Regions from separate parts of the Sus scrofa genome. Here all the other regions are linked to region 3. Evidence: chromatin contacts called from public Hi-C and HiChIP or PLAC-seq data. All regions are on one chromosome and are shown on one strand. Each heading gives the region's core, a stretch centred on a gene start, on an enhancer-like site or on the middle of the called end of the contact. The rest is flanking DNA. Distances are from core to core; before and after follow the strand shown. Region 1 overlaps SDHC (succinate dehydrogenase cytochrome b560 subunit, mitochondrial). Region 2 holds the start of SDHC (succinate dehydrogenase cytochrome b560 subunit, mitochondrial). Region 3 holds the start of TOMM40L (mitochondrial import receptor subunit TOM40B). Region 4 holds the start of CFAP126 (protein Flattop).

Evidence for each region. A called contact is a pair of places that touch in the nucleus more often than the background predicts. HiChIP or PLAC-seq counts read pairs in DNA pulled down with a chosen protein or histone mark.
Region 1: a contact with region 3 is called in a Hi-C map of alveolar macrophages, with 2.7 times the contacts expected there. The contact joins the enhancer-like site here to the promoter of TOMM40L in region 3. A contact is called at or near these places in 3 of 5 promoter capture datasets (fetal liver, liver and skeletal muscle), 31 of 47 Hi-C or Micro-C datasets (adipocytes, adipose tissue, alveolar macrophages and 17 more) and 2 of 2 datasets of contacts at active chromatin or transcription factors (alveolar macrophages and skeletal muscle).
Region 2: a Hi-C map of liver shows a contact between it and region 3, with 1.9 times the contacts expected there. The contact joins the promoter of SDHC here to the promoter of TOMM40L in region 3. A contact is called at or near these places in 3 of 5 promoter capture datasets (fetal liver and liver), 11 of 47 Hi-C or Micro-C datasets (alveolar macrophages, embryonic fibroblasts, epiblast stem cells and 4 more) and 2 of 2 datasets of contacts at active chromatin or transcription factors (alveolar macrophages and skeletal muscle).
Region 4: a contact with region 3 is called in an H3K27ac HiChIP or PLAC-seq map of alveolar macrophages. The contact joins the promoter of CFAP126 here to the promoter of TOMM40L in region 3. A contact is called at or near these places in 2 of 5 promoter capture datasets (fetal liver and liver), 5 of 47 Hi-C or Micro-C datasets (embryonic fibroblasts, epiblast stem cells, liver and 2 more) and 1 of 2 datasets of contacts at active chromatin or transcription factors (alveolar macrophages).

The regions. Positions count from the first base shown.
Region 1 is chr4:89,132,086-89,138,926 of Sscrofa11.1, forward strand. SDHC (succinate dehydrogenase cytochrome b560 subunit, mitochondrial) reads right to left here. Exons shown (of 6, transcript XM_003125659.6): 6 at 3,325-4,172. The coding sequence ends at 4,068. CFAP126 (protein Flattop) reads left to right here. Exons shown (of 7, transcript XR_001308305.2): 6 at 101-277; 7 at 770-1,440. Among named protein-coding and RNA genes, the nearest start is that of CFAP126, 27 kb to the left of the region's middle. Within about 2 kb of position 3,091, at least 5 of the 83 cell types and tissues checked have an H3K27ac peak or open chromatin away from gene starts, as enhancers often do. A contact at or near this core is called in alveolar macrophages and retroperitoneal adipose tissue, where this site is marked.
Region 2 is chr4:89,165,016-89,171,810 of Sscrofa11.1, forward strand. It overlaps SDHC (succinate dehydrogenase cytochrome b560 subunit, mitochondrial), which reads right to left and starts at 4,149. Exons shown (of 6, transcript XM_003125659.6): 1 at 4,048-4,149. The coding sequence starts at 4,067.
Region 3 is chr4:89,231,659-89,237,873 of Sscrofa11.1, forward strand. It overlaps TOMM40L (mitochondrial import receptor subunit TOM40B), which reads right to left and starts at 3,846. Exons shown (of 10, transcript XM_003125660.4): 1 at 3,606-3,846; 2 at 3,133-3,385; 3 at 2,774-2,841; 4 at 2,387-2,479; 5 at 2,019-2,120; 6 at 1,765-1,870; 7 at 1,462-1,584; 8 at 1,281-1,357; 9 at 996-1,098; 10 at 1-857. The coding sequence starts at 3,247. The coding sequence ends at 718. It overlaps NR1I3 (nuclear receptor subfamily 1 group I member 3), which reads left to right. Exons shown (of 9, transcript NM_001037996.1): 9 at 1-123. APOA2 (apolipoprotein A2) reads left to right here and starts at 5,856. Exons shown (of 4, transcript NM_001186294.1): 1 at 5,856-5,885; 2 at 6,053-6,128. The coding sequence starts at 6,077.
Region 4 is chr4:89,104,998-89,110,962 of Sscrofa11.1, forward strand. It overlaps CFAP126 (protein Flattop), which reads left to right and starts at 3,051. Exons shown (of 7, transcript XR_001308305.2): 1 at 3,051-3,265.

The sequences.
Region 1 (6,841 bases), core at 1,841-4,340, 100 kb before region 3:
TTTATTACAGTGCATTCCCAAAGGTAAAGAATGGAAATAAGACAGGTTAGTTGCTGGGAGTGAGAAGCACTGATGAGGAACACATCTTTTTTCCTTTTAGGCAAGTCCCTGGGGTTCATTCATGGGCACCTGGGATATGCCTCTGAAGGTACCCCCTGCTCGAGTGACCTTGACCTCCCGTACAGCTGCCGGTGCAGCCTCCCTCACCAAATGGATACAGAAAAATCCCAATTTACTGAAGGCCTCCAATGGGCTGCGTCCTGAAATCTTAGGCAAGGTATCTATTCCTCACCTAACTTCAATTCTATTTTCTTTTTTTGTGCCTCATGTAGAAGCCTGATGTGGGATCTCAGTTCCTAGACCAGGGACTGAATCCACGCTGCAGCTATGAAAGCACCACGTCCTAGCCACTAGACCACCACGGAACTCCCATACTGTCATTACTTTTCAGCCTCAAAAATGCCTGTCATACCACCACAATCCCAGCAGGGGGAACCTCTAGCCAATTCTGTTTTACCCAGTTTAGTCTTTAAGCAATCTCTGAGACCTGAAGGGATAAGCTAAGGACACCTTATCCACAACCCCTACACACTGTAAAAAGTGATCTGATCTCAAAGGGAAGTTAGGGGTATCAAATTTAACTATGCTTATTTGAAACCTAACCTTTTGCCCATGAAATGGGGAGAAAGAGATTTAGAATTTTGAGACAAACTGGGAATTATCTAGGCCTAACCTAAAACAACTGTCTCCTCTATTCCACTCTTGACAGCCCCACGATCCAGACGGCCAGAGGAAATTTGGGAAGTCTATCATAAAGACAGTACAACAAGCTCCAAGATCAACCATAATCCCAAGCTCCCCAGGCTCAAATCTCAATTCCCCAGATCATCCCCAAAGCTCACATCCCTCTGCAGGTCACACTCCAGGTCCCCAAAGCCCAGCCAACTCTCCAAAGACCTCACTTGGAAGCCCGTGTATGCCTGAACACTGTGCAGGTCCTAAACTAGCTGAGGTCCAAAAATGCCAACTTGGAACTCCATAAGGGACTAAGGGACCACACTGAGAAAAGCTGTCTGGGGACTGAGTGACACCCGGTCGGGGAAATTATGGATGGGAGTAAAGGCAAATTTGGAAAATTAACATTGTTGAGTCTTTTACTGATTTGGATTTTTCCCTCTTGCTATGGCTGCCTCTTGTAACCCATAACTAGGAGGAGGGTTGAAGGAAAGAGTAGGGAGAAGAAAACATTTTTACAAGGATTGAGTCAATTATACTCCAGAAATGACCAGGAGGAAATTTGAGCAAAAGGAACATCAAATAACTAGTCCCTCACCCATCTCATTTTTCACCCTGAATATGAACTACAACTTCAAAGTTTGAGGTACAGTCATTAGTAGAATATGTATATGCACATTTGGAGGAGGCGGGGGGTGGGGGGGAGAACATATAGGAAACCAGAGTAGAAGATGGAATCTTTGTTTAAGGCTTCGTATCTGATGACAGAACACATGGGGAAAATAGTTACAAAAGCACAACTGAAGCAAAAGCACAAATAAAATTTGAAAACGGAAGACACAGGGAGCTCCCGGGTGACTCAGTGGGTTAAGGATCCAGCATTGTCAGTGCTGTGGTTCTTGTCACTGCTATGGCACAAGTTTGATCCCTGGCCCAGGACAGGAGCTTCCACATGCTGCAGGTGAGCCCCCCCCCCAAAAAGAAAGAAAACTGAAGAACAGAAATGACTAGAGTACAGAAGAAAAATAGAGACAGTAAGCAGAAATTTAGGACAAAATAACAAACATGATGACCACTCTACCCCTCCCCCATCCTAATCACCTGAATGATAAGAAGTCACCAAAAAAGTCAAGAAATCCCCTGTTCATCTCCCAGCCTCCAATTTCTGTTTATCATCATCCCTATTCTGCATCTTTCTGGCAAGGGCTATTAAACTTAATGCCCTTGCCAAACCTCTCCCAGGCCCAATACCCCAACTGTTCCCTTGTGAACATACGTACCTCACTCCAGAGACAAGTACACAGGACATATGGTGTAACCTGGAGGAATGCTACAGAGACTGCTCAGCACCACTCTAGCAAAAAGGGAGAAGTGATCATCACTTAGAGCCAAACAGTATCTGGGAGCTGGGGTGAAGACTGTTGAGGCAGCTAAGATCTTCTTCTCCACTGAGACCAGTTAGTCATCGTTACTCCTCTCCAACCCGCAGCTTTAACTGGCTGGCTAACAACTCAGAGTGACAGACAAGACAGATCCATCACCCCAGAGTTTCCAAAAACTATCAAAACAGTGCTCCTGCCAAGGGAGTTAGGGCCTCTACAGATTTATTATAAAAGTAGCAAATTTGGCCGTTGCAGCTCAGTGATGATGAACCCAACTAGTATCCATGAGGATGCAGGTTTGATCCCTGGCCTTGCTCAGTGGGTCAGGGATCTGGTGTTGCCATGATCTGTTGTGTAGATCATAGACGCAGCTTGGATCCCGGGTTGCTGTGGCTGTGGTGTAGCCTGGCAGCTAAAGCTCTGATTCAACCCCCAGCCTGGGAACTTCCATATGTCAGCTGTGGCCCTAAAAAGCAAAAACAAACAGGAGTTCCCGTCGTGGCGCAGTGGTTAACGAATCCGACTAGGAACCATGAGGTTGCGGGTTCGGTCCCTGCCCTTGCTCAGTGGGTTAATGATCCGGTGTTGCCGTGAGCTGTGGTGTAGGTTGCAGACGTGGCTCGGATCCCGCGTTGCTGTGGCTCTGGTGTAGGCCGGTGGCTACAGCTCTGATTCGACCCCTAGCCTGGGAACCTCCAAATGTCGCAGGAGCAGCCCAAAGAAATAGCAAAAAGACAAAAAACAAACAAACAAAAAAGTATCAAGTTTTCTCAATAAACTATAAAAAGTTTTCCAGGTTTCCAAAAATCTCTCCTTTCTTATCTTTATTCTCTTTTCTCCTCAAGTTTACATACTAAGCTCATGGGCCCTTGGCTGTCACCTCCACTGTTCCACTAGATTATAATTGCCTTGAAGCTTATGATCAGTTCTCAGTGGGATTTTGGAGCCTGTAATAACCTCAAGCTCTCTGCATGCTTAACTTCCTTCCTCTTGCTTCTTCCTTCTCTGAGATTTCGGCATGACATTAAATCCTTGGCTACTTATAGTTGATTCTCTGAATTTTCCACTGGTCACTTGTAGGACAAATTGCTTCCCTCCTGAGAAAGGTCAGACTGGGCGATGTAAATGCCTGAGACCAGAAGGAGGGGGAGGAAACTGGATCCTCCCCAACCGCTATGCCCTTGGTTTCTCAAGATATCAAGGAGAGTCAAAGACAAAATGATAACTTTAATTCACTGTCAGAAAAAGCTGTCACATGAATTTGGATTAGAAAACATATTAGGCTTGGTTTTTCTGGAAATGTAAAGAAGAGAAATGACCCTTAATAGGTTCAACCACCATTTTCCAGATCTTCCTCTTGCATCAAAAGCTATATACATCTTCTCCCCAAAGCACCTGCTCCATGAGCCAACTTACCCTCTTTATCTCACTCCAGCCAGAACAAGCTAATTCCCCTCCACCCCACCCCTCTCCTTTCAGTCACACTGTGTGGGTGCTAAAGACCCTGGGCTCTGACCAATGAACAGAATTGTCCTTTAAGCCAGCAACCCACAGGCAGTGGCACCCAAAGCCCCCACTCCCAGTCCCCATGGCAGGGGCCACAGAGCTGGCATTGTTTCTACTGTCTCAGGAAAAAGGAGCCAAAAGCTGACCCTCAGCATAAATCAAGGCCCAATATGGAGAGAGAATGAGGGCTCCCAGGCCTAGAGTAGGCTGCAAGCTGGGGGCAGGAAAAGGGAGTTTTTGCAGTCATTCTATCTTTAAAAATAAGGGGAAAAGTGGACACTTTTCCACTACTATGGTTCTATAACGTACTCTACTGCTGAGCTCCAACAGGGTCTGCAAGCACAAAAGGGTCAGAGCTTTGCCCTGGCTGAAGATAACAGCAACAAATAGGAAGATAAATCAATGTAGTAATTTGCAGGACGATGATGTTGGGAACTCAGCTCTTCACATGGCTGCCAGCCCTACAGAGGACAACACAGTAAGAATCAAGACAACCACTCCAGACTGGGTTAGCTGGGGAATCGTCAGGCCTTTTCCTAGGTCCCAAATCTGTAGAAACAAGAAAAAAAAAATTTTTTTTTCATCAATTAGGGTCCTGGTCACTCTCACAGTTCCCTTCTCAAAAAGGAGCTCTATCTAGGAACAGACAATTTCTCTCAGCCTGATTCTAGAGAAAAGCACTTCTCCCCTTATTCCTTACCTTCACCTTTCTCAAAACCCACAGAACGTACCTACCACCACCTACTTATCCCAGTAACAGAAAAGGGATCCACCCTTAGCCCTATATATAAGAACTTCCAGACTGAATAGATAAAACTTTCCCTCATGACAAGAAAACAAGATCAGTGTTTCCCAAAGTGTAATTCTCCAAAAACTAGATCCTCAGAACAGTAAAAGGCATTACATGGTAGGGGGAAAGAGTTCTATGTTCAAATAAATTTGGTATTTACCCATAAGACCTCTCAAATAATTTATTAATACACACTGCTAATCTCCAAAATGGAGATATAATATACATGATTTCCTAGATACAGCCAACCACAGAACCCCCTTTGAGAAGGACCATTTGTCCAATCAGAGGACAGGTATTTTTAAAAAATACTCCTTGCGATCTAGAATAATATTTCTCAATTTTGTTTTGACTGTGACCATCCCCAACTAAGAAATATCTTTTTAATGAGTGTGTGTATATACACACATATGTATTATATATCATATATAAAAGTTCATGAAATAATAAGCAATATTTATCATTATATTAAGTTGTATTCTATCTAAATTTCTTTCTTTTCTTTTTCTTTTTTGGCTGCACCCACGGCATGCAGAAGTTCCCAGGCCAGGGACTGAACTTGCACCACAACAGTGACCCAAGCCTACTGTAGGGACAATGCCGGATACTTAACTTGCTAAGCCACATGAAAACTCTAAATTATTTTATTGGTAACAACCTACTAAATTGATTTTCTACATAATGAGTCAAAAACCGCAATTTAAAAACCACTGATCTATTGCAGATGCATCTGGTTTGTAATCACTTAAATATATTCTCACTTTAAGTATAAAAAAAAAAAAACAAAACAAAAAAACCACTGATCTAGACTCTTTTGTCCTCTAGGGATATTAACATATTATATTCTGAATTTCTGAAAGACCCTCTTGAACAAAAGTAGTCTTCAGGTTTCTCACTTTCCACACACGATGGCCTCAACACACACAGATGCCCACACTCTGAATATAAAACTGATTAAATTTTTTTCTCTGCTTTAGAGAAAAATTAAGAGAGCCCAGAAAAAAAAAAATCAAGATGAGATGAGATCAAGATGCCCCTACCTTAGCTTCTAAAGAGCTTCTACCTAGGGAAGATTAGGAGTCAATCAGATTCCACAAAGTTATTTTGTTTAAAAAGGCATAGTGTTTTATAAAAACAAAAAACTGAGTTCTGCTGGGTGGCAGTGATAGAGGGATAGTTTCTAGCATACTGAGATCCTGTCACTTCTACTTTCTTAAATCAACCCCACCTCCACTCCCCCATTAAATCTTCTGGCAAGACAATTATCAAGTTCAGAGTGAAAGAACAGTGGACTGTCACACAGAACAGATAAAATCCTGTCCCACACTCAGAGCCAGGACTTGCTAGGACAACAAACAAAAGCAGATTTAAAGGCTTAAGAAAAGCCTTGACTTAGTTCTGACATTTTATAAAACCTCCTTCCCTTCCCTCCCCCAACAATGAGACATATGCAAATATATGGCAAGTCCCTGCCTGAGCTAGGGGAGCAGCAGAGGAAGCTGATCAGCTGATTTTCATTGGAGAGCTTTGTTCTGTGGAATACGAAGTCATTAGTGGAAATGCCCTCCCTCTCCATCCCCTCCCTGAGGGAAATGAAGTCATTTTGAATCAAACTGAACACTGCCCCAGGGAACAGTTGATAGATACACTTAATTTAATAGGTCATTTATTCTCTCACTTTTCTGATTCCATTAAACTATTGGACCAGACTGAAATTCAGAAAGTGCTTGTCTCAGAGCTCTGATGCAGAAGTTACAAAAGGTCAAATTAAGGCAAAAGCATCCAACTGAGAGGTGGCTCAGGTTGAGAAATAATAAAAAATGAGGAAGAATGAAGCTATAATTATCTTCCTGGGAAAGGAAGCAGGACTAAAGGTAAAGAGACCCCAAAACATAAATCTTAAAATGCTGGAGGAGAGGTTGATCTATGACCTGGGAAAGGTTTAATTAAGCTTTAATTCCTTAATACAAAGGAGTCACCAGTTTGAACTGACCCCATGATCATGCAGGAGACAAAGGGACAGATTTCAGGCTAGCAAAAGACTGTGAGGGTTCTTGCTTTGGTGCATAGGTTAAGTACCAGACTACAGCAGCTTGGGTCACTGCAGAGGCACAGGTCTCATCCCTGGCCCAGGAACTTCCATATGCCACAGATGCGGCCATTAACAAAAAAATTCCAAACCCAATATTAAAATCTGGGATTATACACACCCAGTTTCTGTTAAAGTTGGCCCCATTCTTCTATCCAATAGTTCAAAATGAATGAAAAAACAAAAGCAGTTAACACAATCCAATATCAAGATTAAAAAAAGTATATTTAACTCCAGCCAGATTTGTCAGTCTGGATTGACAGAAGATAAGACTAAAAGCAGCAACTATGTCATCTAGCTCATATGAATCCCCAATGTCTACAACAGTGCCTGACACAA
Region 2 (6,795 bases), core at 2,899-5,398, 66 kb before region 3:
CGTTGCTGTGGCTGTGGTATAGGCCAGCTGCTGCGCACCAATCCGACCCCTAGCCTGGGAACCTTCATATGCCACGGGTGCGGCCCTAAAAAGCAAACAAACAAACCAAACTCTTGGTGGTGTAGAAATACTCATTTGCTGAAAATGGATTTGACTTTGGGGGGTGGCGGGGAACAAAAACAAAAGTTATTCAAAGCCAAGCCTATGTGATCAAATTGAATAAAAACCATTTTTGGTCCAAAGCAAAATGTGACTATGAGTTTCTCTGTGCATGCCCTCTAAACTTGATCTGATGGTATGCCAAAATTTAGTTTCATAAATGTCTGAGATAATAGCAACACTGAAATATTTATATAACCTTGAAGGACATGATGAAGCACAATCATTCACACAGAAAAGTTCTGACTAATGGTATGAGCACCCAACTAACTGCAAAGCTACACTGTAAGTCATTCTTGATTTCCTTTCTCTTATCTCCCCCCTATTAATATGCAAGGCATCACCTGATCCTACCAGTACTACCTAAGAAACTTCAGTCAATTGTTTTAGTCCATAGTCTCTTTATTTCTCACTAGGATGACTATAACAGGAACTAATGAATTGATCTCCTAGCACCAATCTCTTCTCTATCATTCAAAATTACCAGAGTTAAAAGAAAAAAAAAAGGGGGGGGAGTTCCCATCATGGCTCAGCAGAAACGAATCCAACAGGAACCATCAGGCTGCAGGTTCGATCCCTGGCCTCGCTCAGAGGGTTAAGGAGCTGCTCAGTGGGTTAAGGATCCGGTGTTGCGGTGAGCTGTGGTGTAGGTCACAGACATGGCTTGGATCTGGCGTTGCTGTGGCTCTGGCAGGCCGGCAGCAACAGCTACAATTAGACTCCTAGCCTGGGAACCTCCACATGCTGTGGGTACAGTCCTAAAAAGACAAAAAAAAAAAAAAATTACCAGAGTTAACTTACTGAAAAATAAAGTTGATTTCATCGATCTTCTGTCTCAAAGTCTTTAACAGTTTCCCACTGCGTATAAGGTTCATACTGTGGTCAAACAAGGCCCTTCTCAACATGACCCCAATCCAACTCTCCAGGCCTATTCTCCCACAAGTTCTCTTCAGCCCTCTATACCTCTACTATGTTGAATGTTACATTTACTCCAGACAGCAAGCCCTCTTAAGACCATATGCCTTTGCTCAGGCTATTCTCTGAATGGACCACCCTCACAGCCTCAAAAACTCATCCTTTAAGACCCAACAACCCCTAAATGCTAACTTTGTCACCCCTTTAGCCTTACATGCTACACCTGTCATGCTCCCATACATGACAGATGTTCATGTCTCTAAATCAACATTATGTTGGTGTGCCCGATGTGGCACAATGGGATTGGCAGCATCTCAGAAGTGCTGGGACACAGGTTGAATCCCCAGCCTGGCACAGAGGGTTAAGGATTAAGGATCTGGCGTTGCTGCAGCTGCAGCTTGGGTTGCAACTATGGCTAGGATCTGATTCCTGGTCTGGAAACTCCATATGCCAAGGGGCAGCCAAAAAAGTGTGTGTGTGGGGGAATCACATGATGCTGCTTAATAATTAATCTATCTCCTTTGCTAAACTTTGAGCTCCTCAAAAACTGGCTGGAATACTCTGCATCCATAGCATCTATTATATGACATGTAGAATGTACTAGAGGCTCAAAAAAATGCTTTGTGAATAAGTATACTTATTTTAAAAAGCAGTCTTAGGGAGTTCCCGTCGTGGCGCAGTGGTTAACGAATCTGACTAGGAACCATGAGGTTGCGGGTTCGGTCCCTGCCCTTGCTCAGTGGGTTAACGATCTGGCGTTGCCGTGAGCTGAGGTGTAGGTTGCAGAAACGGCTCAGATCCCTCGTTGCTGTGGCTCTGGCGTAGGCCAGTGGCTACAGCTCTGATTCGACCCCTAGCCTGGGAACCTCCATATGCCGCGGGAGCGGCCCAAGAAATAGCAACAACAACAAAAAAGACAAAAAGACCAAAAAAAAAAAAAAAAAAAAGCAGTCTTAGGAATTCAGAATTAAGCCTTATTTTTAGAGGGTGTTTCAGATGTAGCATTTAATATGACAAGCAATGTCCAGAAGGCTAATGACTCCTGGTGGCTTTGTGCTTAAGCTGCATGAACATTACTAGGTAGAAGCCTAGCCGTTCTTAGCTGAGTTCTTTATCTCCAAATTGATTTTGGTGAATCATTCCTTGCTAAATGCCAATGGAGTTTGTGCTACTCAGGTGGTTATTCATCCCTAGAGAGGCTGTGAACAGTTTAGGGAGTATATAAAATACAGAGCACTGTTCAAAAGCCATGACATACTATTCGGTGATAACTAATAATTTTTGTTAACCTAGCATTAAAAATGTTTAGCCAGCAGTTCCCGCTGTGGTGTAAGGGGATTGGCAGTGTCTGAAGTGCTGGGACTCAGTTTGAGCCCCAGCCTGGCAAAGTGGGTTAAAGATCCGGCGTCGCCACAGCCGCGGCATGGCTCAGACCCCTAGCCAGGGAACTCCTTATGCCTCAGGCCGGCCAAAAAAGAAAAAAACTAATGTTCAGTCATGATTTCTCTTACGTAGGTTTACGTTATTACTATTTTCATTCACAAATGAAGAAACCACAATCATGTAATCAACAACCTCAACTTGTCCAAAAGAATGGAACTAGTGATATTACTGAACTAGAAACCAGCTCCTAGGGTTCCTTAGAAGGTATTTTCCTTTGAGGTTAAATCAGCACATTATAAAAGCTCCAAATTCCTCTAGAGAACTAGAATTAGGCCCATAACTTCCATCAAGAAAAAAATGTTTTTAATCCCTTATTTCATCATGAAACTTCTAAAACGAACTGTTACAGACCCAACATGATTATTTCAAGCATGTTAATTCCACCAAAAAGCCTGTGACATCTAAATTATGATATATCAAAGAAATCAAAAGTACTCAATTACGGTCAAACTACTTGTAACAAAGAACGCAGTCTGGGAAGACTAACTCCGGCAGACTTTACGAAAAAAAAGACACATCTGTAGATAAGAGGCAGGTAGCAAAATGAAGGATTAAGATACTGATCCCTGCTCTCAACTCCAAGAGGAATCATTTTGTCACAGAGAAAACCTAAATAAAGTCTGTCTATTTTTATACTGCATGACTGAAGTGGAAAGAGAAATGAGAAGGCATTTGGGGAAATCAGAAATTAAATCTCAACAGCATTAAAGCTAACTTTCCATAACAAAATAGTTTCCAAAAATAGTGCTGGCACGAAACTATGCTGGGATTTGTACCAAGAGTGTCTAAAGTCACTAAAGTTGCTATGGCTAGAAAAGCTCTGAGCAGAAGAGGAGGCCTTGTATACAGTGGACAGTTCAGAATGGAAAAAAAATCTAGGCTATTTCTGTGGACGAGGTGACACTGTAGAGGAAAAACGGAGTCATCCATTTCCTCCACCTCCCAACTCAAAAAATAAACTAAAATTTAATTTCCTGGCTGCTGTGGGGTAGCAGAGCGACCACTATTGGCGCTACTGCTAAACGCAGCCGGGTAGGGGTCCAGGACTCTTGCACTCTCTGCCAGGGCCCCTTTACGAAACTGGGCAGTACCCACTCATCGCCAGCAACTGGTGTCTGCAGGAGTAGACGCAAAGGCAAAGTACACCAAGATCCCTCACCTCGAAGCCCAATCCCTAAACAAGAGAAGTCAGCTATTTACTTTCTCGGAGCTCGTCTCTGGCTGCGGCACTGTGAGCAATTTGGGAAAAAGAAGTACGAAAAGTGGGAAAAGTAGAAAGGGCGAGAGCCCAGCCACCCATCTGTAAGGAGTAAGGAAAAGATAATCGGCCAGTGACCCTGAAGCCCTACAGGGTTCACAGGAGCGGCTGGGGGAGGGGAGGGTCTCTAGGATTCCAGGGCGCGTGACCTCCACCCACGGGTCCCCTCCTTGCCCAGACACGGGGTAAACAGCTGTCAGCAAGACGTGAGGGTCCAGGGCAGAGCTCCAAAGGGCCGCCGGCACTGACTCCCAGCCCCACACTAAAGTCACCTCAACAAGAGCGCAGCCATCTTGGGTTCCGGCCTGGACGGAAGTGACGCCAGACAGCCTCACCACTCTGGTGAGGGGAGGGGTAGTGGGCGGGGGCTTCTGTCACGTGAGTACACTGGCTCTTTAAGAGGATTGGCAGCTTCTCTGGCTCAGCCCAAATCAGACTCTGCTGATTATTTCTGGCTCAGCTCAGTTCAGCCTCTTTGCTGATATATATATATATTTTTTTTTTTGCTCAATTGGTCTCCGCCCCTGCCTCTCAGCGGACTTCTACCGTAAAGTACCAAGGCTTTCGCAAAATTGCCGCCGGCTCAGATTCTGCAGACTGCGTTTCACCTGCGGACACATTCATTTTGTTTAGCACCACAAAGCAGAGGACTTGCCCACCTTCTTCCCTGAGGATATCTCAGCCTAGTTTCACTTCCTACTCCTCCCAGGTAGGACTGAAAATGTCTGGGTAAGGGCAACTGAGACACCCAGGGAAAAAGATGCTTAGGCTCCTTCCCATTCTTAAGTGAACCTTCACCAATACAGAGATACAATGCAGAAGGTCCGTGGGAGAAAGAACCTCGAAGACCACCATTCCCAAGGACTGGGAACCTCCTCTCACCACTTCGATTAGTTTTATGCCTCACAACGACTGGGCTTGAGCTGCCACAAGGGCTAGCCGCCCACCAACCAAAGACAAGGCTCCCTTTTCCTTCTTTCAGGGCTATGTGGGTGACACCCACTGCCAGAAGAACCTGGGGTGGGGTGGGGAGAACTTACTTTGATTTGTATACATAAAAACAGTTTTGAGGGATCCAAACACAGCAGTCACTTCCAGAGCACTTAGGACTTAAAGGGATAAAACAAGCAAGTGGAAAGAAATGGAAGAGCACAAAAGTTCTTGAGCCTCTTTTGAGGAGGGAGGGTGAGGAGGAGTGAAGGAGACAGCCCAGGGCAACTCCTGTTCTACAATAAAACATATTAATTACATTAATATTCAGATCTCATTTATATTTAGCACTCCTGCACTTTTCCTTTCAGGGCTTAAATAGCACAGATTCACTTGCTTCTGCATTAAATGAAAGTACTGTTTTGCATGTAATGCTGGCCAAAAAAAAGCACTTTAAAAAACTTCTGGATCGGAAGAAAGCTTAGAGACTCTCTGACCTGGATTTTCTAACCAGTTCAGGAATCTCCTCTGCAACATTACTGACAGCTGATCTTCACGACTGCTCTAACACATTCAATAATGGATACCTCAAAAAACAAGTTTCAGGAATTCCCGTTGTGGTTCAGTGGATAAGGAATCAGATGAGGAACCACGAGGTTTCAGGTTCCATCCCTGGCCTCGATCAGTGGGTTAAGGATCCCGTGTTGCTGTGAGCTGTGGTATAGATGGCAGACTCGCTCAGATCCTGCATTGCTGTGTCTGTGGCGTAGGCTGGCGGCTACAGCTCCAATTAGACCCCTAGCCTGGGAACCTCCACATGCCGAAGGTGCGGCCCTAAAAAGACAAAAAACAAAAAGTTTCATTTAGTAAACAATTTCGTCATGGAAATTATGTTAAAATACAGTTTTTTGGCATTCCCTGGTGGCCCAGCAGTTAAGGATCTGGCATTGTCACTGACATGGCTTAGGTCACTGCTGTGGTGGGAGTTTCATTCCTGACCACTTCAGGCTTAGCCAAAAATAAATTTAAAAAATAAAATTAATTAATTAAATAAAATACAGTTCTTTGCTATTGAACTTCTAGTCATTGATCCTACTCTGGCCTTCTTTATTTTTATTATTTTTTTTTTTTTGTCTTTTGTTGCTGTTGTTGTTGCTATTTCTTGGGCTGCTCCCGCGGCATATGGAGGTTCCCAGGCTAGGGGTTGAATCGGAGCTGTAGCCACCGGCCTACACCAGAGCCACAGCAACTCGGGATCCGAGCCACGTCTGTAACCTACACCACAGCTCATGGCAACGCCGGATCGTTAACCCACTGAGCAAGGGCAGGGACCGAACCCGCAACCTCATGGTTCCTAGTCAGATTCGTTAACCACTGCGCCACGACGGGAACTCCTACTCTGGCCTTCTGAAACTTCACATTAACAAACCTAATGAATGCCTCTTTCACTTAGCTCTTTAAATAATTTCACTTAACATACGTGGTACTGACTTTTTGCCAGAGTCTGTGAAGGTGCTTTAGGGGATTCAAAGATACAAACTTGTATATTCTCAAGAGGTTTATAACCTTAGGATCAGTAGAAAAAGAAAGAAGTACAACAAAAAAATTAGCAACTCAGAAATCTCATCATGGCTCAGCAGTAATGAACCCCACTACTATCCATGAGGACGAGGGTTCAATCCCTGGCCTCACTCAATCCCTGGTGTAGCCATGAGCTGTGGTGTAGGCTGGCAGCTACAGCTCTGATTCGCCTGGGAACTTCCATATGCTGTGGGTGTGGCCCTAAAAAGACACACACACACACACACACACACACACACACACCACCAACTTATGAAAGGGGTATCAGGAAAGGGGTGGGGGATAAAAGGAGAAAGTGATTACAACTGGAGAGATGGAGTTAAGCAGGGATTTTGACTACAACATACTATAAACATTTATTGATAATGGTGATTTTGCCTGTGGAGTTTATGATCAAGCCCCATTTTTTTTTTTTTTTTTTTTTTTTTTTTTTTTTTTTTTTGCTATTTCTTGGGCCGCTCCCACAGCATATGGAGGTTCCCAGGCTAGGGGTCTAATTGGAGCTGTAG
Region 3 (6,215 bases), core at 2,596-5,095:
AGTTTGCCTCCTTCCCCAGCCCACCTGCACATGATGGACTGTGTACGGCATCCAGGGGAAAGTGCTGGGAGCCGTCAAAAGGGAGCCCACTGGTTGCAATGAAAGATTAAAGCAATAACTGCCTCTTCATGCGGTAATGGGGAGAATAAGGGGTGGCCGTGGGGATAAAGTTGTTCTCTGGAAGCACGGAAGATGGGGAAAGAGGAAGCCTCAGGGCTAAGAGGTAAAGAAGCTCCTTCTGGGAATAGGTGGCCCTACTTTCTGAGGTCAAAGATTTAGCCCTTCAGCCCTTCTTTCCCAGCCTTGGGAAACCCCGGAATGGAAAACAGGATGGGGAGCTAATCCCATGCAGATTTTTCTGCTCTGAAGAGGAAGAGGCTAGGAGCTTTAATCCTTAGGGAAATGAAGGAGGAGGGAGTGAGGGGAGAAAAATTCAGCCAGACATACCCCTTAATCCTTCTCCCTTAGTTCAGAGCCACAAGAGCATGGGAAGATGACACTGGGGCTGATGGCAGAAGTGGGAGCCTGAAGCCACTGCCTCAGCAGCTGCTCCTGTGGCAGCTCCAGTTCTGAGGAGGGCATGGTCCTGTCCCCACTCTGCTCCTGGGACCTAGAGGTCACCCAGCAAGGTGAGCTCTGGAGACGGGCCTAGTCTCTGGCCCTAGGGCACCTGACTCAGAGGTTCCAGCTGCTGTAGGGGCTGGCTCTGGGACAACCTCAGCCCACAGTGATGCTGAAGCCACAATGGAATCTGTTGCGCCAGTGATTAAGGAAGGCTCCGAGGGCTAGGGTGACGGGCAGGGGGGGCATCTTCTTCTCCAGCACAGCACCCACACACCAGTTACTATCCACCAAGCCTGTTGGGAAAGAGAATATACACTAGGTTATTTAATAGGTCTTGGAGAAAGGGATCTGCTGAAGTGAGGCAGAGTTTCCATCCCACTGCCGACCCCCAGTCCCTTAGCACCTCTGAATGTCATCTGAATAACCCTTACCTCTAAACACCATGTTGGCCTGGGGCAAAGTCAGGTGGTAACCAAAGGAGAAGGTTGTGTCTTGTAGCCTTGTGTTTGCCTCAAACTCTACTCCAACTTGAACCTGAGAACCACAGGCAAGGAGGGGAGAGGAATCTGTCTGAGTGAAGACTAGAGGAGTCCTGACAGGGCATCAGCAAGAATGAAGGCACTCATGAAATGCTTGTGCAGTGTGGGCAGGAGGAACAGAAGGTCAGCAGGTCCGGAGGGACTTGCTGGGGTGGGAGATGGGATCAGTAGACTCACCTGTTCATTTGCCCTGTGGTAATAACTTGCATGGGCCCCACCTGATCCCACATTCAATGTAGCTACCCAGTGTCCAGCTGTAAAAACCAAAGTACAAGAGAAAAGGAGCATTACTGTAGTAGAACACAGGCCAGGAACCCCAGCCGAGTCCTCCCCATCACTATTCCTCCTCACCCCATACCCGAGTACTTCCCAGCCAGTGTCAAGATGGCCCCTTCTTCTCCTGGCCTCCGATGATAAACTAGCTCTCCTCCCAGCACCAGCCGATGAGTGAGGCTCTGCAGGAAGTGAGCGACCATGATCACTGTGGGGAGACATGGAGTCAGTCATAGAGGAAAGCCTGCTCCCTCACCTCCAGCAGCCCCCACCCCAGCCTGCCCAAGAAGTTTCTTTACTAATCCCTGAACCAACAACGAAGAGGCACAGCCAACATTATTAGCAAATGGGCAGCCAAGACAAAAAGAACCCTGTGCCAATTCCTCACCCGATTCCCCAATCAGGTCAGGATTTCCTAAGGTCAGAGTGGCTGTGTAGTCATCTCCCCGATACTCGCCATCAAACTGCCATGTCAGGAACTTGGCCTGCTGAGTCTGGGTAGGGAGAGCAAGAAGTAAAATTGCCCTCCCTCTCTATAATCACTCGTGCTGCTTCTCCTCCCCCTGGAGCCCCCAGAGCAGGACACTCCTGGAGGAGAAGGAGGAAATGCTTCAGTGGATGGAAGCAGGAACCATGGGTCACCTGGAAGACAGCCTTGGCTCGGAGCCGCTCTGCCAAGAGAAGCAGGACCTGGGCGTTGAGGCTGCCACTGCTGTCCATATCTCCTACCACAGTGGGGAACACCTGTTGAAAAGTGTCCACAGTTAGGAATGAACTGGGTGGCACCAACTCCGACTAAAGCCAAATGTAGGATTTCTTTAACAGTGCCCAGCGCCCCCTAGTGGAGCCACAGAGACATCACAGAAATGTTTTCTACCCTCTCCCATTCAGCAGAAACACAGAGGAGGTGCCCTACCTATTCTTCCCCAGAACACACACATTTCCTCCTCCTCTACACCTGGGTCCCAACTGGGCTTTTCGGGGATAACCCAGGTGTGTGGAGCCCTCACCTCAGTGGGGCTAAGTTGCCAGTCCCCTGCATAGGCCGCATGGAGGTGATAGCCGGGCAAACCCAGAGCACTCATATGCACAGTGTGAGCCACCTGAAGAAAGAAAAGTCAGTGGAAGAGAGAACATTCCTGCTCCATTTCAATCCCCCATCCCACCCTTCATCTTCTCCCCATCCAGCGGGTCTTTTAAGAAACCCATACATTCCAACATATGCAGCGGGTCATCAGATTAAAAGCAACAAGTCCCACAGGCAAAGGAAGTAGAGCCCCCATATCCTCCCTCTTTTGTCCCATATAGCCTGCCTAAAACTGGGGTACAAAGGAAAGAAGAGGGTCCAGGGACAGGAAGGGAGGAGTAGTAAGGAGGGGCCAGAGAAGTGGGAGCACCTGGAAATGGCTGCTCAGAACCTTGTTGACAACGAGCTTCACTCCCTCCATCTGTGCTGGGAATACATCTGAAGGGAGTGGAGGGGAGGGGGGGAAGGGAAGGAATAAGCACAGACAAGGAACCTCCAACCCACGAAGTAGTCTCCCCTTTCAATCCCATAGACAGTGATTTGGAGGAATTGACCTCCTTTCAAGTGCTGCAACAGGAAATGCTCCCCTCCATTGGGGCACCTGATCCTCCCTGAGGCTGCATACCCCAGCTGTGACATCCTCTTTTCTGCTCCCATCACTGGACACCCAGCATTTCCCTCCCCTTCTCTGCCTCTTCAACCTGAGGCGTCCAAATGCCAAGTTCTCACCTTTGCATAGCCGGTGCAACTCATCGAAGCTCCCAGGGTTGGGGAGAGGTTCCTCTCGACGGGGGCTCCGGCGGGGCAAAGCGCCCATCGGTGCCAGGCCCAATGTGTTCCCCATTTCAGTCCAGAGGAGAGGGGAGGGGAGCCGGGGTTCGCCTGGGAAAGGACGCTATTGCTCCCGCTACCCACCACGGGCCCCACCCCCCATTATCTGGCTCCCTAATCCCAGAAACTTCCACATGGTCCGACGCTAGACCTGGAACAAGAAGAGTAGGTGGGAGAAGGCACTGGTGGGGAGTTTGAACCCCAAGCACACTCCCATCCCATTTTTAATTCCTCACCCCACCTGTCACCCCTGTACCCTCCCCCCCGCTCTAATTCTTGCCTCCACCACAGAGCTCACCCAGTTTCCTAGTCTTTCTACTCTTCATTCCCAGGCCCCAAGGCGAGGCTTGCGGTGGAGCAATAACCCTTACCGTCTCAGACCTTCATGCTGCCCCTTTCCCCCCGACACACCCCGGTCATCTTGATGGGGGCAGCCATCTTGAGTGATGGCATAACTGCGGCTTCACGCTGCATTCCCAGCGTGGTCATGGGCGCCATCTTGGAACCGGGCGAAAAAAAAAAAGATTTCCTAATCCTCCCTATATTGGGCTCCGCCCAATCTATTTAAAAAAAAAAAAAAAACTGCCTGGCTGCTGACCACAAGCCAATGGGAGAAGAGGAAACAAAGGAAAGACAGACCTCACATTCAGAAAGCTCCAACCCCGGCACTGCAGAGACAGGCGGAGCTTGATTGGTGGCTTCTTAGACTTACTCAAGTAGATGGCCTTAGATCGCCCTGCCTCTCCAAGGTCGGAAAGAATCTTTGAGCATGCAAGACACTAGAGGGAGCATCTTGGAGCTTGAGCCACTAAAGATCCCTGCACCATCTAACCTGAAGACACGTTTTGTGAAGTATGGCTGGGGGAACCACTGTGAAAACATTTTTGAACATTGCTTCATGTAACTCCTAGGTGCCCCCACTACATACACCCCCAGAACCCCTGGGGACTCTTCCTCAAAGTCCTTCATAGCGCACAGTACACCTTCAGATGACTTCGAGTCACAAATACAGCTCTCCCTAGGAAAATGGACCCACACTTCCCTCCCTGGAGGTCCACGCCTCTCAAAGTTCACCTCTCGGTAGAATGGAAATGGGTGTGAGAGTTTGGGGTAGAGGAGCATGGGATGCAGCCTTAGCTCTGTTCCCTGAAAGAACTGGCCCTTCCCTGAGTCCCTAGGCAGAGCTGGCAAATAAAATCTAGGCATGTGGACTCCTGCCCTCAAATGCACTCCACTCCAAAGCCAGGGACAAGTCAATGGAGTGCCCTTCAAGTACTAAGTGCTCAGAGTTCCCGTAGTGGCTCAGTGGTTAACGAATCCGACTAGGAACTGTGAGGTTGCCAGTTCAATCCCTGGCCTTGCTCAGTGGGTTAAGGATCTGGTGTTGCTGTGAGCTGTGGTGTAGGTTGCAGAAGCAGCAGGGATCCCACATTGCTGTGGATCCCACGTTGCTATGGCTTTGGCGTAGGCCGGTGGCTACAGCTCTGATTAGACCCCTAACCTGGGAGCTTCCATATGCCACGGGAGCGGCCCTAGAAAAGGCAAAAAGAAAAAAAAAGTTCTAAGTGCTCCACAGGAGAATAGTTGAAAATGGAATAAAATCTCTTGGGTTCCTGTTGCCTCCCTCACTATCTCTTACATTACCACTCCCATCTCTCAGGAATGTTCTACATACACGTCTGAGGGCAAAAGGATGAAAGATACAAATGCTTCTGATATCTGTTGAGCTGATTTCACCCAAAAGCCGTAGGCCTGGGGAATGCACCTCTGCCCTCCCTCACAATCAGTCCAGGGATTAGGGCCGGGGGCCTTGGTCAGGATACTATGGCCCCTGCTGACTCATACTGACTGACCACCGCCTAGAACTGATAAGGGGATCCAATGCCCAGAGACCTTCAACCTTTATCCTTGGTAGAAGCCTTTCATTCATTTTTCCTCCAGAACACGCCAATTCAGGGGCAGGGAAGAGGCTGCTTTCTGAATTTGTTTTATTGGGGGTGGGCTGTGCTCTCTGATCAGCTCTCAGGAAGGTCATTCTGGGCTCTGTTTTCTCCCCTTCTCATTCATTACACATTAACTCAAAAAGGGACAGAGTCAATCATACCTGCCCTCTGAACCTAACCCTTCTTCCCCTAACCTACATTCCCCTCACTCCTGCCCCTGATTTCATGTCCTTTCTTCTGTTCCCCAATAACCTCTCCGCCAAGTTGCAGTGAAGGGAGGTAGGCTTGGGAGATGATATCTACCCATGAAGGGACAAAGATGGCAAGGGCTATGGGCTTGATATGTCGGAGTTTTCTAGGAAAAAACAAAAACAAAAACAAAAACAGAAATCCTGCTTCCTAAAGCATTCAAATCCAAGGACTATTGGCCCCAGGCCCCAGAGGCATGAATCTTGAATAGACCTAAAGTGTATCCCTTTGACACCCACTTTGGCCTCCACTCCTGCCTCCCACCCCTTCATCCTGAGTCCCCCATGTTCTTATCCTCTCCTCCCCCATGTTTCCAATTTGTTTACTCCAATATAGTTCTTGCCTCACTGGGCCCCTCCAAAGTCCTTGTTACCTGAGAGGGGGGTGGGGAAGCAGACAGATATATAGCTCCTCCCCAGCCAGGCCAGGCACATTCGGCAAGGACAGCGACACTGACAGGTACCGTAAGGGAGCAAGAGGTGTGGGCAGCATCCAAAGAGGACCGGGATTTAATTGTGGAAAGGGAGGGAATCAGGTTGGTGTGGACATCTAGGCAAGGTGGTCCCTGGGGAGGGGCTGAAGTCAATTCAGCTTCATGATCCTCCCCTGTGCCCAACTGTTCGCAGGCCACTTTTCCCACCATTAACACCATGAAGCTGCTTGCCATAGCTGTGCTGCTCTTCACTATCTGTAGCCTTGAAGGTGAGTGTGCTATGGAGAGGGATCCCAAGGCGGAAAAAAACTGCTTGGGTCCTAGCTGTCCATCTGTCTGTGAGCCTATGCCCAGGT
Region 4 (5,965 bases), core at 1,801-4,300, 130 kb before region 3:
AAGCACCTGGGGCCACTCTCCCTAATTATCAGGAAGTCATATCTGATAATCATATTGCAGAGTCCATCTCATCTCAATACACTCTTCTTTCTTTTCACCTCACTATGCTGGAAAACTCTTCTTTCTAACCTGCGTGCACAGGCCACGACAATGAAGAATTGAGGGTAGAGCTGGAAAGAAAACTTACTTTTCTTTGTGTATACTTTGTCAAAACTTCAGCAACAGAAGTAAAACAAATGAAGTGTTTCTGTTGTGGTTCTGCAGTAACAATCCCAACTGGTATCCATGTGACGCAGGCTCAGTCCCTGGCCTCGCACAGTGGGTTAAGGATATAGTGTTGCTGTGAGCTGTGGGGTAAGTTGCAAACTCAGTTAGGATCCCACATTATTGTGGCTGTGGTGTAGCTCCCATTTGACCCCCAGGCTGGGAACTTCCATATGCCTCCGGTGCGGCCCTAAAAAGGAAAAAACAAAACAAAAAAAGTAAAACCAATGAATCATCAAAGTTGTAGTTAGCAAAAGTTTATTGTGCACAGAATGAAAAAGTTCACGAACCAGGAGCACTCAAACCAAAACATGGAGGAAAGGGATATAGCATCATCCCTGCACATCTGGGGGGGACTGGTCCCATGATCCCCACTCAGACACCAAAATCCTTGAATGCCAAAGTTCCTTATGTAATATGGTATAGTATTTGCCTCGAACCTACTCACATCCTCCCATATACTTAAAATCATCTCTAAATTACTTACAATATCTAATACGATGTAAATGTTATGTAAATAGCTGTAAATACAATGTAAATTCCATGTAAATAGTTGTTGGCTTGTAGGAAATTCAAATTTTGCTTTTTGGAACTTTCTGGAATATTTTTTTCTGAATTTATTTGATTCTTGCTTGGTTGAATCCAAGAATGTGGAACCCATGAATGTAAAGGGACAACTGTATTGTTATAAAGAAGCTTGTATTAGTGAGGAGGCAGTGACTGCTTATTTTTCAATGATTGGTTACAATATTAGAATTTTCTTAAGTGATAGGAAATTGGTTGGTGGTTACCTTACACTAATTTTGGGGAACAATTTAAGTTTTGCCTATGATTTCCAGAGGTATAAACAAGAAGTGACTCAGGACAAGTTAGCCTCCCTTGTCTTATAAAATAAGCTAAATTAAGCATTGCTTGTATAACTAAACTTGTTTTATCTGCTCAGGGAATTTTCAAAGCCAGTCTTCATTTGTTTTTTATTCTTTTTCTTTCTTTCTTTTTTCTTGTTTTAAACCTCTTTAGGGCCACACCCACAGCATATGGAGGTTCCCAGGCTAGGGGTTGAACTGAGCTGTAGCTGCTGGCCTATACCATAACCACACCCACGCCAGATCCGAACTTCATCTGCAACCTACACCACAGCGCACGGCAACGCCCGATCCTTAACCCACTGAGCGAGGCCAGGGATCAAACCTACAACCTCATGGTTCCTACTTGGATTGTTTTCACTGCACCCGGATAGAAACTCAGGGAACTCCTGTTTTTTATTCTAGCAGTTGTTTCCCCCTTCCAGTTTTATTGAGATATAATTGACATATAGCATTGTATAAATTTAAGGTGTACAGCATAATGATTGACTTACATCATGATTACCAAAATAAATGTAGTGAACACCCATTATCTCATATAGATATGAAATAAGATTTAAACATATATACACACACACACACACACACACACACACTTTTTTTTTTTTTTCTTTTCTGGCTGCCCCACAGCATATGGAGTTCCCAGTGCGAGGGATCAGATCTGAACTGCAGTTGCCAACTACTCTAGGCTGCAGCTACAGCTGTGGCAACTCCAGATCCTTTAACCCACAGTGCTATAGAGGGGGAATGGAACCTGCATCCTGGCACTGCAGAGATAATATCAATCGCAGTTCACAGCAGGAACCCTTTTTTTATTTTTTATTTTCTATCCCTCCTTTATTTCTCTGCCCCCACCCCTCTCTCCCTCAACCATCTGTTTGTGTTCTCTGTATGAATTTATATTTATATAAATTCATATTTAATTATATTCTATGTGAATTTATATTTTTATCACTTTTATATACTACCTTTTCAAAAACAATCCGTTTGTTTGTTTTGTTTTCTTTTTCAGCTGCATCCCCTGTGTATGGAAGTTCCTGGGCCAGGGATCCAATCTGAGCCGCAGCTGAGATCTACACCACAGATGCGGTAATGCAGGATCTTAACCAGCTGCAGCAGGTCTGGGAATAGAACCCCACATCAGCAGCGATCCAACTCTCTCGCAGAGACAACCCGATCCTTACTCTGCTGCTCCTCAAATGTTTTTACGGTTAAAAAAGAGAGAATTATCGTCATGGCACAGCAGAAAAGAATCCGACTAGGAACCATGAGGTTTCGGATTCAATCCCTGGCCTCGCTCAGTGGGTTAAGGATCGGGCGTTGCCGTGCGCTGTGGTGTAGGTCGCAGACGCAGCTTTGATCCCGAATGGCTGTGGCCCTGGCATAGGCTGGCGGCTACAGCTGCGATTGGACCCCTAGCCTGGGAACCTCCATATGCCGCAGGTGCGGCCCTAAACAAACAAACAAACAAACAAAAAAACATTGAGTAAACAGAAATGAGACGTGTATGTGGCATAATTTTAACTGAAAGTGTCAGAGCAATACAAACTGGAGTGGGGAGACAACTTGGAGCATGGTTGAAAAGAAAGACGCATTATCAAAAGAGCTGTCTAGTTATATAAAGGTGAGATTATAAATTTTCATTACAAAGACAAAACATGGACACATTAATGAAATGATAAAAACGCGCACTTCAAAATTAATTCGTTGCGTGGTGATTTCGCCTTCTTATTCCTGGGAGCGTCCAGGGGGCACCGAACCCCCACTTCCTCCGTTTCCGCAGGCTCCCAGGGCCACCATCGGGGCAGTGACCGAGCGAAAGCAGTTGCGCAGGAACCCCCAGACAGACCTGAAATCTGGGCCCATGGGCCAAGCGCGCTGACGTAGAGCCTGTCTCTAGGACACGAATTCTGCGCAAAGGCCAACTTCAGCGTCTTAACGGTGCAAACAGAGAATCCTAATACAAGGCCTGAAGCCTGGAGAAAAGGCGCGGCAGGCTTTCCCGGAAGTCTGAGGAGGCGGATTAGCCTCCGCCCTCCGACATCCCGCCCCGCGCTCGCCTACTCCGCCCAGCTTCTCGTCCGCGCGCCGCCTTCGATTCTCGCCTGCAAGTGTCGGGCCTTCCCCGTCATCAGGTTTGCGAACGGCCCCGCCCGCTGGTTTGTCTTGGCCACCTCGGTTGGGAACCTTCCCGCAAATCAGGCCTGAGTCAGGACCGGAAGCCTGTGAAGTGCTGATCGGTTCCCGACAGTGAGAGCACGAAGTCACGGTACCCATTTGGTGGGAGGGAAGTGGAGCACCGCCCAAGAAGCCTCCGGTTGGCATCTGGGGCTGGGCACCAGGAGCTGGAAATGACCCGGCCTTACTCCGAGGCGAGTGGTGATCCCATAGATCTGAACACCTCATAGCTCTGTGCGTGTTCCAGCTGGGTCGTGTTCACTCCAGGTCCTGATCTCCTCTCTGATCCTCTCATACCAACTATAGGCGTGCTGTTTAAAAGTGTTCTTATGGATGTGTCAACCAGGAAAACTCTGGTTCAACGGAGTTCAGCAGTTCTCTAATTAAATAGGTTTTGGGGTCTTTAATTTGCTAATATAAAAAAAAATGCTAATATACATTTTTTGGTCTTTTTTAAATTGAAGTGTAGTTGACTTACAATGTTGTGTTAATTTCTGCTACATAGCAAAGTGATTCAGTTATACATAATATAATCTTTCTCATATTCTTTTCCATTATGATTTACTACAAGGATATTGAATATAGTTCCCTGTGCTGTACAGCAAATTCTTGTTGTCTAGTTTATACATAATAAGCTTGTATCTGCTAATTCTATAGTCCTAATTTATCCCTCTACTACCCCCTTTCCACTTTGGTAACCATAAGTTTGGAGGTGTTTGTTTATATTTCTTTGTTTTGGGCATGCCCTCGGCATGCCTGGGTTCCTGATCCAGGATCAAACCTATGCCACAGAAGTGATGAGAGCCACAGCAGTGACAATGCCAAATCCTTAACCTGCTGAGCCACCAGGGAACTCTCCCAAAGTTTGCTTTCTCTGGAAGTTTTTTTCTGTGTTTCATAAATAGTTCATTTGTGTCATATTTGAGATTCCACATATAAATGACATCATATAGTTTTGCCTTTTTCTGACTTACTTCACTTAATACTCTCTAGGTCCATCCATGTTGTTGCAAATGGCATTATTTCATTTTTTTATTTGGCTGAGTAGTAGTCTAGGGTGTATCTATACCACATCTTCTTTGTTAATTCCTTTCCCAGTGGGTATTTAGGTTGCTTCAATCTTGGCTATTGTAAATAGTCCTGCTGTGAAAATTGGGATGCTTGTATCTTTGCAAATTAGAGCTTTCATCTTTTCCAAGTATATGCCCAGGAGTGGGACTGCTGAATTATATGATAGCTCTATTTTTAGTTTTTTAAGAAAGTTAAAAAACTAAACAGCAAAAGCTTTTGGTTGTTAATGAGTTGTATGAGGTGTTTGTGTATTTTGGAAATTAAGCCTTTGTTGGTTGAGTGTTTGCAAATATTTTTTTCTTTCTTTCTTTTTTTTTTTTTTTTTGGTCTTTTTAGGGCTGCACCTGAGGCATATGGAAGTTCCCAGGCTAGGAGCTGAATTGGAGCTGTAGCTACTGGCCTACACCACAGCCACAGCAACGCCAGATCCAAGCCGAATCTGTGAACTACACCACAGCTCACGGCAACACCAGATCCTTAACCCACTGAGCAAGGCCAAGGATCGAACCTGTGTCCTCATGGTTACTAGTCAGGTTCATTTCTGCTGAGCCGCAATGGGAACTCCTGCAAATATTTTCTTCCAGTTCATATGTTGTTGTTTTGTTTATGGTTTCCTTTGCTTTGTAAAAGTTACAGCTACAGCTCTTATAAATTTGATTAGATCCCATTTGTTTATTTTGCTTTTATTTGTATTGCCTTGGTGTACTGACCTAAGAGAATGCTGCTGTTTATGTCAGAGAATGTTTTGCCTATGTTCTCTTCTAGTTTTATGGTATCATGTCTTATATTTAAATCTTTAAGTCATTTTGAGTTTATTTTTGTGTGGGGTGTAAGGGTGTGTTCTAACTTCATTGATTTACTTGTGGCTATTGAGCTTTCCCAACAGCACTTGCTGAAGAGACTTTTTCTACATTGTATATTCTTGCATCCTTTGTCAAAGATTAATTGACTGTAGGTGTATGGGTTTACTTTTGGGCTCTCTATTCTGTTCATTTGATTCATATGTTTTTTGCCAGTACTGCACTGTTTTGATTACTATAACTTTGTAGTATTTTCTGAAGTCTGGGAGGGTTATTACTCTAGGTTTATTCTTTCCTCAGGATTGCTTTGGCAATTTCTGGGTATTTTGTGGTTCCATATAAGTTTTAGGATTATTTGCTCTAGTTCTGTGGAAAATGCCATGGGTAATTTGATAGGGATCATGTTAAATCTGTAAATTTCTGGAGTTCCCATTGTAGCACAGTGGAAATGAATCCAGCTAGTATCTATAAAGATGCGGGTTCAATCGCTGGCCTTGCTCAGTGGGTTAAATGATCCAGCGTTGCCATGAGTGTTGTCTGTGATGTAAGACACAGATGCAGCTCAGATCCCTAGTTGTTGTGGCCGTGGTGTAGGCCAGCAGCTGTAGCTTCATTTCAACCCCTAGTCTGGGAATTTTCATATGCCACAAGTGCTGCCCTAAAAAGAAAAAAAAAAAAATCTGTAGATTGCTTTGGGTGGTATTGTCAGATAATATATATACACTTTCTAATCATAATGACTAGCATTTGTTTTACCTTAACTTTGTATTACAGTAATTTACAATG